3 separate regions of the Callithrix jacchus genome follow, and all the other regions are linked to region 3. Evidence: chromatin contacts called from public Hi-C data. All regions are on one chromosome and are shown on one strand. Each heading gives the region's core, a stretch centred on a gene start, on an enhancer-like site or on the middle of the called end of the contact. The rest is flanking DNA. Distances are from core to core; before and after follow the strand shown. Region 1 overlaps LRRC28 (leucine rich repeat containing 28). Region 2 overlaps LRRC28 (leucine rich repeat containing 28). Region 3 overlaps MEF2A (myocyte enhancer factor 2A).

Region 1 (2,700 bases), core at 62-2,561, 300 kb after region 3:
AAATCACTCTCTGGGGAAAGCAAGGGAGAAGAGAGGAAGCATCACTGAAGGTATGTGTGTTCAAAAGGGAATCTCGTTAGATGATCAACCACTGTTCTCCAGGAACCTGAAACTTGCTTTAAATTAGATTTGGGGAGGCCCACCAATCTATAAATAGTTCGTGTAAAAGACACACTCACATAAAAAGGAAAACCACAGAAGACAAACGGGTCCTTAATTTGGGGGAGGATATATTCCAACTTGGGGGAAGGGTGAGGCATTTTAGCTCTGAAGCCCAATCTTGACATTTCCAGAGAGTTCCACAGTGCCCCGCCTTGGACAGGACAGGATGGAAGAGTCTGTTCTGGACTGGCCGGATTCCCTAGCGTCAAGCTGGCAGTGCTCCTGAGGCTCCTGGGTGTTTATCAACTCAGCAGGTCAAAAGTCTGCAGACACTGGGTGGAGCAGCAGTAAGCCACAAAACTAACAGTTGTCCTCCTGGAAGGGGAGAAGGGGAGAGAAGAACACTGTGAGTTCAAGATTAAAGTTTCTGATTCTTTCTGTTGGAAACTATCTTTTTTGTTAGAATGAAGGATTAGCTATAGTCAACAAACTGCACAGCAGAAATTTAAAGTTCCTTTTAAAACTGAGCACTGGAATCAGGTGAAGTATGTGCACGTGAATGTTCATTTTAATAGTAGTGTTCAGAGGATATACTATCCCTAAAGTAGAAACTAAGAAGAAAAATACCTTTTCCACATTACATTTCGAATTCTGCTTACTAGAACCAACAGTGCAGTGATAGAATTTGAAGTCCATTATAAAAATAATGTAACAGAAAATGTCACCCATTTAGCCAGAACACATATATACCACAAAGCTTGAACAACATAATTTTAAGGAATTTATCCTACAAATGTATGTATACACATAGATTGCTAGTAGAGGTCATTTCAGAATCTGAATAATACAGTTCAAAGGTCTTCCCCATATAGCAGAGGTTTGGGCACCTTTGTGCAGTGAGTCACGAGCCCCAAGGGGCATCTGACCCACTCTTGACAGCTCCAGCTGTTAGATGCCTTGTTTTCCAGCCAGAAGTGCTATCCTCTGGTAGGGGTAGAAAAGTCTCCTATTATTTCCACAAGACCCCATGTGCTGATGGTTTTCCATTTCCTCACCCTCAACCCAGTCTGCCATTCTCCATGGCCCAGGAAGGGGACCTCTGTAGTCTTTACCAGCAAAGCTGCCTCATCTTCAGCTTCTGGTTAGGCCAGTGGGAGGCACCAGCAGGAGGCTGAAGGGCAGGAAGAGGGAAGGTTGAGTATTTCACCCCACTCCCTCTCTTCCTCTACAACTGGAGCTCCTATCTGGCAGACCCCCTTTGCCACCACTGGTTCTCACCAGGCTCCAGAGCTACCTTTGCCCTTCAGGCCCAAGGACTAAGCATGGTAAGGGCTTCCTCCTGCTGTGAGTCCCTGGCTGTCTCATTATCCTTCTGGGTGCCTGCCTAAACTTCAGCTGATTGTCCCTCTTCATTAATTTCTCTTCAAAGTTTCAGCCAAATGTGCATTTTGTTTTCCACCCCTGATGAATACAGTATGTGTTCGGAGAAGTGGCCCAATGAAGCAGCTCATCCAGGTGAGATTCTGAGGGTGGGCTGGTGAGTACATGAATGGCTTGCTTTCTTACTAGGGAGAAGTGGGATCCTGCCAATCTGCAGCATGTGGTGGCATCACGGTTACTCAAATGTCACTGAAACAGAAAGTAACAGGAGGGCAAGCCACTGGGAGACCAAATGTCCGTGGCACTTGATTGCTACGGCATCATGGTGATTCCAAGTTTGTGGGGTGAGATGGCTTCTTTTGACTGTGCTGAAGAGATTCCAAAAAGAAAATGATGAGCTTAGTGCCTTGAGATCTCAACTATAAAGGCATGGGCAGAGAATCCAAGTTTTTATGGTGGCCTTCAAGGAATCCTTAGTTTATAAAGCTACAAGGGACATGACTGAGGCTTAATGTAGACATTTCAGGATCATATGCCAGATCAAGATATATTTATGCCATGTCCCTTCAGCTAAGGTAAAGGTGCTGTTGGGAAAGAGTGGGAACCTGAGACTTGATGATATGGGAGCCTCTAGCCAGGCATGAATCTAAGAACCTTGGCTCTCTAATATCTCTAAACATTTCTTCATATCAGAAACAGCCCTTTCCACCTTCTAAGAAAAGTAGCATTCCATTGGGTAAAAATGTTTCAATGGCTTCATCTGGGGTGGTCATCTGAAAACTTCTGAAGACCCACAACCATCAATACTCACTGGCTATAGGGCCAAAAAAAGTCAAATCCTAGCATGATCTAGAGATACTGCAAGGTCTCCTCTTGGAGGAAATCATGTACATGCTGATGGAGTTGCAGGATCTTGTCAAATTATATTAGCAGGAACCTGGAGGGCACACATGGAAATGGATTCTAAGTACATTAGCCAGCAAGAATGCATATAAGATTGGATCAGGCCAACAGGAGTACTTCACCTAGACTTCAGAATGTAATACATTAGGCACCCAGGAATGGTTAAGAGAAGCACTGACTCAGTGGAGGCCAACAGCTGATGAGACAGCTATGCTAGACTCCCCTTGCAGACTCTAGAGGGAGGAGAAATGGGATTGTGGAGAGGACCCAAGGTGGTGTACCCTGCTCAGTCACCTCCTGAAAATTTCCAACACT
Region 2 (2,783 bases), core at 101-2,600, 390 kb after region 3:
AATATTAAATATATTTACTGATTTATTTATTTTAAAATAAAAGCATACATAATGAATAAACTATAAGGTTTTTTTTAACTTTGTAACACAAACTACTAGTTTTTCCAGTTCATTTTCTTCAGGTTTTTAAAAATATACTTGTTGTGTGAAGAAAAATCAACATCTATTGTGTAAAGGAAAATGAACTTTTCATTTCTATAAAATAACTTCACAAAATAAGATATTTCTAGCTAGCACGCATACAGAGAACTAACAACGGAGAGATTAAACACTCATCATTTACAGTGTCTGCAGAAATACTCAACTGTCAAGGTATAGAATTTATTTCATGGCAAAAGAAATTTTGTAACAAGAAATCAACTGGTTCTCTTAAAAATTTTCTTTTTCACAGAGGCTGAGAAGTCTAGCAAGCCTATGTAACACTTTTCCCACTACAATGTCTTCAGCACACTCTGGTGGAGACATCCTGCAATCAGTAACCCACTACTCAGAGCAAAACAAGTGACTGCTGGAGATCATACAGCAATAATTTAAGAAAATAATTTATATCATTGATTAAAAGACAAGAGAACTAGATTTTAGTAAACTTTATTTTCAAACCTATGGTTTTATTTACTGTATTTTAAAAATAAATCTTTATAATTTTAAAATAGAATTTAGTTTTCTTCTACATTCTTAAAAATCTAATATTGAATGTTAAAGTGTCAATAAACACAAAATAAGAAAGAAAATTACTCATTTCATAAAGATTATTTTATGTTGAATTAAATCAATTTTGTAGAAGGTTAACTAACCTGCTATGTATAACAATGTAAATAAGGCCACCATTTACTCTATGATATATTTCATTCCTTGCTCTGTGTATATGAAATGATTATATATTTTAAAATCAATACTCTTTAAACATTAATTTTAGGAAGGAATGCCCAAATCAAAACAGAAAATTGGTTTAAAAATTTTTTTCAACAAAATACTTGCCTCCATTCAGGTTCTAGCTATAAAAAAAGACCTTAAAATGTCCAAATCAAAATATGAAGTAAAGTACCCACTATTATAATCAGAATTTTTCAAACAGACTTTAAAACATTAAACTTATCTACATATAATGAAGATGCTGTATGAAAGAGTACACAGTGGCTGCCCACTGAGGCTGCCAAGGAAGCATCGTTAAAGTCTGTCCTCCCACTGCCATCATGTCTATGTCGGTCTCCTGAAGAGCCCAAACAGCTACAGAAGCTTTTTACTGGAGGCCTGAGCTTTGAAACAACTGATGAGAGCCTGAGGAGCCATTCTGAGCAATGGGGAACGCTCACAGACTGTGTGATCATGAGAGATCGCAACACCAAGGGCACCAGGGGCTTTGGGCTTGTTGCTGTGCCACTGTGGAGGAGGTGGAAGCAGCCATGAATGCAAGGCCACACAGGTGAATGGAAGAGGTGTGGAATCAAAGACAGCTGTCTCAAGAGAAGATTCTCAAAGACCAGGTACCCACTTAACTGTGCAGAAGATATTTGCTGGTGACATTAAAGAAGACACTAAAGAACATCACCTAAGAGATTATTTTGAACTGCATGGGAAAACTGAAGTGATGGAGATCATGACTGATCAAGGCAGTGGCAAGAAAAGGGGATTTGACTGTGTAACCTTTGATGACCATGACTCTGTGGATAAAACTGTCATTCGGAAATACTGTAATGTGAATGGCCACAACTGTGAAGTTAGGAAAGCCCTATCAAAGCGAGAGATGCCCAATGCTTCATCCAGCCACCAGGTCGAAGTGGTTCTGGAAATTTTGGTGGTGTTTGTGGAGGTGGTTTTGATGGGAATGACAACTTTGTTCCTGGTGGAAACTTCAGCAGTCATGGTAGCTTTGGTGGCAGCCATGGTGACAGTGGATATGGTGGCAGTGGGGATGGCTACAATGGATTTGGTAATGATAGAAGCAATTCTGGATGTGGTGGAAGCTACGATGATTTTGACAGTTACAACAGTCTTCAGATTTTAAACCCATGAAGGGAGAAAACTTTGGTGGCAGAAGCTCTGGCTCCTATGGTGGTAGACGCCAATACTTTACCAAATTATGAAATCAAAGTGACTATGCCAGTTCCAGCAGCAGCAGTAGCTATGGCAGTGTCAGATGATTTTAATTACTGCCAGGAAACAAAGCTTAGCAGGAGAGGAGAGCCAGAGAAGTGGCAGGGTAGCTACAGGTTACAACAGTTTTGTGAACTCAGCCAAGCACAGTGGTGGCAGGGCCTAGCTGCTACAAAGAAGACATGTTTTAGACAAACACTCACGTATGTGGGCAAAAAGTTTGAGGACTGTATTTGTGACTAATTGTGTAACAGGTTATTTTAGTTTCTGTTCTGTGCAAAGTGTAAAGCATTCCAACAAAGGGTTTAATGTAGATTTTTTTTTGCACCCATGCTGATTGCTTAATGTGGTAGTCTCATCATGACACTGAATAAATGTGTCTTTAAAAAAATAGTACAGTGTTGCCAATCCTAACTCCACATTAGAATCACCCGGGGTCTTATTGGTGCCCAAGATCATCCTGTAGCAAGTGAAACATCTTCTTAACTCAAATAATCCTCATGTACAACCAATTAGGAACCATTACTGGTTCAGGGGATCAGACAGCAGGCTCTGAAGCCACACCGCCTGTACCCTAATAGCCATGTGACTATGGAGAAATTACTGAACTGCTCTCTCCCCTAATCTATGATGTTGTAGGGACTAAATGAATTAATAAATGTAAAACTCTTAGAATTCTGCTTGGCTCC
Region 3 (2,700 bases), core at 64-2,563:
GATACAGCAATCTTTGTCCTGGCTGGCTTGCACAGCTACTGTGAGAATCAAATGAGCTTATTATGTTAGAAGTGCTTTCATAACTGAAGTACTACATAAATGTAAGATAGTATCCTTAGATTACTGTCCCAAGAAAACCTCTGACCCCAAATTTCTACATAACTGGTGGGGGAAAAAATGATACATATTTTTATTCCTTCTAATCCACAGCCTATTTTACTGGAGCTTTCATGAAGTCAAGTTGTTCTAGCATTGCTCGGCTTCTAAAGGAATTTCTGTGGCTAACAGTACAGTCTTTAGTGCAGGCCCCAGGGCACCTGTCCTTCCGCACTTTGGATCAGAGTCATCCACGATCGTATTTTAGAGCTTAAGCTAATTTGAACAACTTTCTAAGTTCTAACAGAATGTGCTTCTGATTATATTTTGGTTCTGACCTATAAAGTTCTGCATTTTTAATTGATTACAGAGTCTCAAGTTTAAATTTTAAAGAATATAAATGGCTGTTTATAAGTTTTCAGATATGTATTTTAAAGTCAAGAAACAAATATATTTATCTTCGAGGTTCTGTAATTACAGCTGTACTTTGAGGAATGTGGAAAATCAATGTATGTCAACTAGGAATATATTTTAGTTTCAGTATCAAGTTTATAAATTTAATAGCTTTCTGAGATAGAGATCTGCTTTGGACTTAATTTCTTCTTTCATATTTGGTCTGGAACTTCAAAAGTCAAATCAGTAGGTCAAAGAATACAGTATGAGACAGTTCGTCTTGGACCCTACCTACTCCATGGCACCATCTTCATGGCAATCTCCTGGCATGTCTTCAAAGACAGGGTAACAATAAGACTTCAAATTCTGGTACTACTCATCTAAGCTCCTAATCTCAATGGCACTGAGTTCTGTAAGAGTAAGTGATTTTCAGAACCACTAGAGGGCAATATAGTGCTAGATAAATCATGGAAGCATTCATAACTCCTTAAACGGTGAGGTCTAACCTAAGGTGAATTATTTTAGCTTGAATTATAAACTCCCATTTACTAATCATTATGGTATCATTAAGTAAACTGTTTCTCCAAAAGACATTCATAATGTAATCCAAAACATTTACAGGTAACTAGAATATTTTAGTTGGCCAATACAAAACTACATCCAAAACTGAGTGGTCACAAAGCTAAAGAACAATCTCGTAGCCTAAGGAGGACAACCTTATTTGAAAAGAAAACAAAGTGTGCAAAACACACCAGCATGCACAAACACGGACTAACAGACCAACGGATGCCTTTCTCCCCCATGCATTCATGCACTTAACCCTTGTCCATGCTATATAAACAACATTTTCAAGTCTTTATTCCCCTTAAAGTACTTTAATTAGCAGCTGACTTTGCAATTATATGATGACTCCTGTGAGGTTTCAGTTTTAGTTCCTACAGGAAAAATAGATCAACTGCAGGTTGCTTTTAGTCAAGTTTATTTTCTAGAGGAAAAGCCAACAGAAAACGTTTGTTTTGGAAAAAGGGCAATAGTTGCTTTTAAGAACAGAGCATTTCTGAGAGTAAAGTAAATTTATATACATTCAATTACAGACATTCCTTTTAGTAAACAGGGAACCCCCTTGTGGTTCAGACTGTATCATGCAGGATGAAGTAATTCCAACTCTGAAAAAGGTGACCTCACCAAAAATGATGTAATCTTTTTGAAAGAAAAAGAAACAACACAACATCGTGTGTCACAATCTGAGGAACTTGGAGGGTGAAGTCATTTTCTAAAAATATTTCAATAATTTGGAGAGCTATATAAGGTATTTTGTATCTTTCCTTAAAAAAAATATTTAACAAGTATCCTATGCTCATGGACAGCTACTGTTTTTAAAGGCTCTAAATGGGTCAACACATACAATTATAAACAAAAAACTAGAGTCTGTAGTACCAGCAGATTGCTTTAGTATTCAAACTGTTTGAATAGTTTTTAGAAAGAAAAAAAATAGTATAACAAAGGGAACACTGGTTAGGTAAGAACATTTAAGAGAATTAGTACTTTCTACATCGTTTTCAACTTCCTTCAAGCAGAAACCCACACTCACCAACTCCAATTCCTCTTCCTCCGACTGTACTCAGCACATAAGAGGGATAAGAGAGTTACTAAGACTGTTGGTACTCACAAACAAAATATTTCTTTAGAAAAACATATTCAGACATTAGCAGTTGTCTGGAACTCTAAAGAGACGATTATATACATAACAGATAGAAATATAAATTACTTATTGTCTCTGTACTTGATTTTTCAAATTTTTGTAATTTTAATAGAAACGGGGTTTCTCCATGTTGGTCAGGCTGGTCTCAAACTCCCAACCTCAGGTGATCCACCCACCTCAGCCTCCCAACGTGCTAGGATTACAGGCATGAGCCACTGCGCCCGGCCCACTCTATCTAAATCATCCTATTACCACCCACCAGGTGATGTATGTTCATTTATCTCCTACTAAATGCTGCCTCTTGGCAGGCAAAAAACTGCTTTATTTCCCACAGGAACTAGCATGGTGCTATAAAACAACAAGAACACAAACATTTGTTCATAAATACAAGAGCTTTAAATACCAGTTTTATATATGTTTATCATTTGCAAATATAGTGTTCATGTGAATAAAATGACTTCAATAGAGAAAAACCACATATTTGAAGAAAATGAGACTGGAAGGGAAAT

What was found. Hi-C and Micro-C count contacts between places; a contact is called where the count stands out from the background.
Region 1: a Hi-C map of skeletal muscle shows a contact between it and region 3, with 4 times the contacts expected there. The contact joins two enhancer-like sites. A contact is called at or near these places in 2 of 3 Hi-C or Micro-C datasets (induced pluripotent stem cells and skeletal muscle).
Region 2: a Hi-C map of skeletal muscle shows a contact between it and region 3, with 7 times the contacts expected there. The contact joins two enhancer-like sites. A contact is called at or near these places in 2 of 3 Hi-C or Micro-C datasets (both in skeletal muscle).

The regions. Positions count from the first base shown.
Region 1 is chr6:10,291,665-10,294,364 of calJac240_pri, forward strand. LRRC28 (leucine rich repeat containing 28) reads right to left here. Exons shown (of 12, transcript XR_013536591.1): 12 at 1-477. Among named protein-coding and RNA genes, the nearest start is that of LRRC28, 120 kb to the right of the region's middle. Within about 2 kb of position 1,312, at least 2 of the 16 cell types and tissues checked have an H3K27ac peak or open chromatin away from gene starts, as enhancers often do. A contact at or near this core is called in skeletal muscle, where this site is marked.
Region 2 is chr6:10,383,586-10,386,368 of calJac240_pri, forward strand. All of the region lies in intron 4 of LRRC28 (leucine rich repeat containing 28), which reads right to left. Among named protein-coding and RNA genes, the nearest start is that of LRRC28, 25 kb to the right of the region's middle. Within about 2 kb of position 1,351, at least 1 of the 16 cell types and tissues checked has an H3K27ac peak or open chromatin away from gene starts, as enhancers often do. A contact at or near this core is called in skeletal muscle, where this site is marked.
Region 3 is chr6:9,992,893-9,995,592 of calJac240_pri, forward strand. All of the region lies in intron 5 of MEF2A (myocyte enhancer factor 2A), which reads right to left. Among named protein-coding and RNA genes, the nearest start is that of LYSMD4, 29 kb to the left of the region's middle. Within about 2 kb of position 1,314, at least 8 of the 16 cell types and tissues checked have an H3K27ac peak or open chromatin away from gene starts, as enhancers often do. A contact at or near this core is called in skeletal muscle, where this site is marked.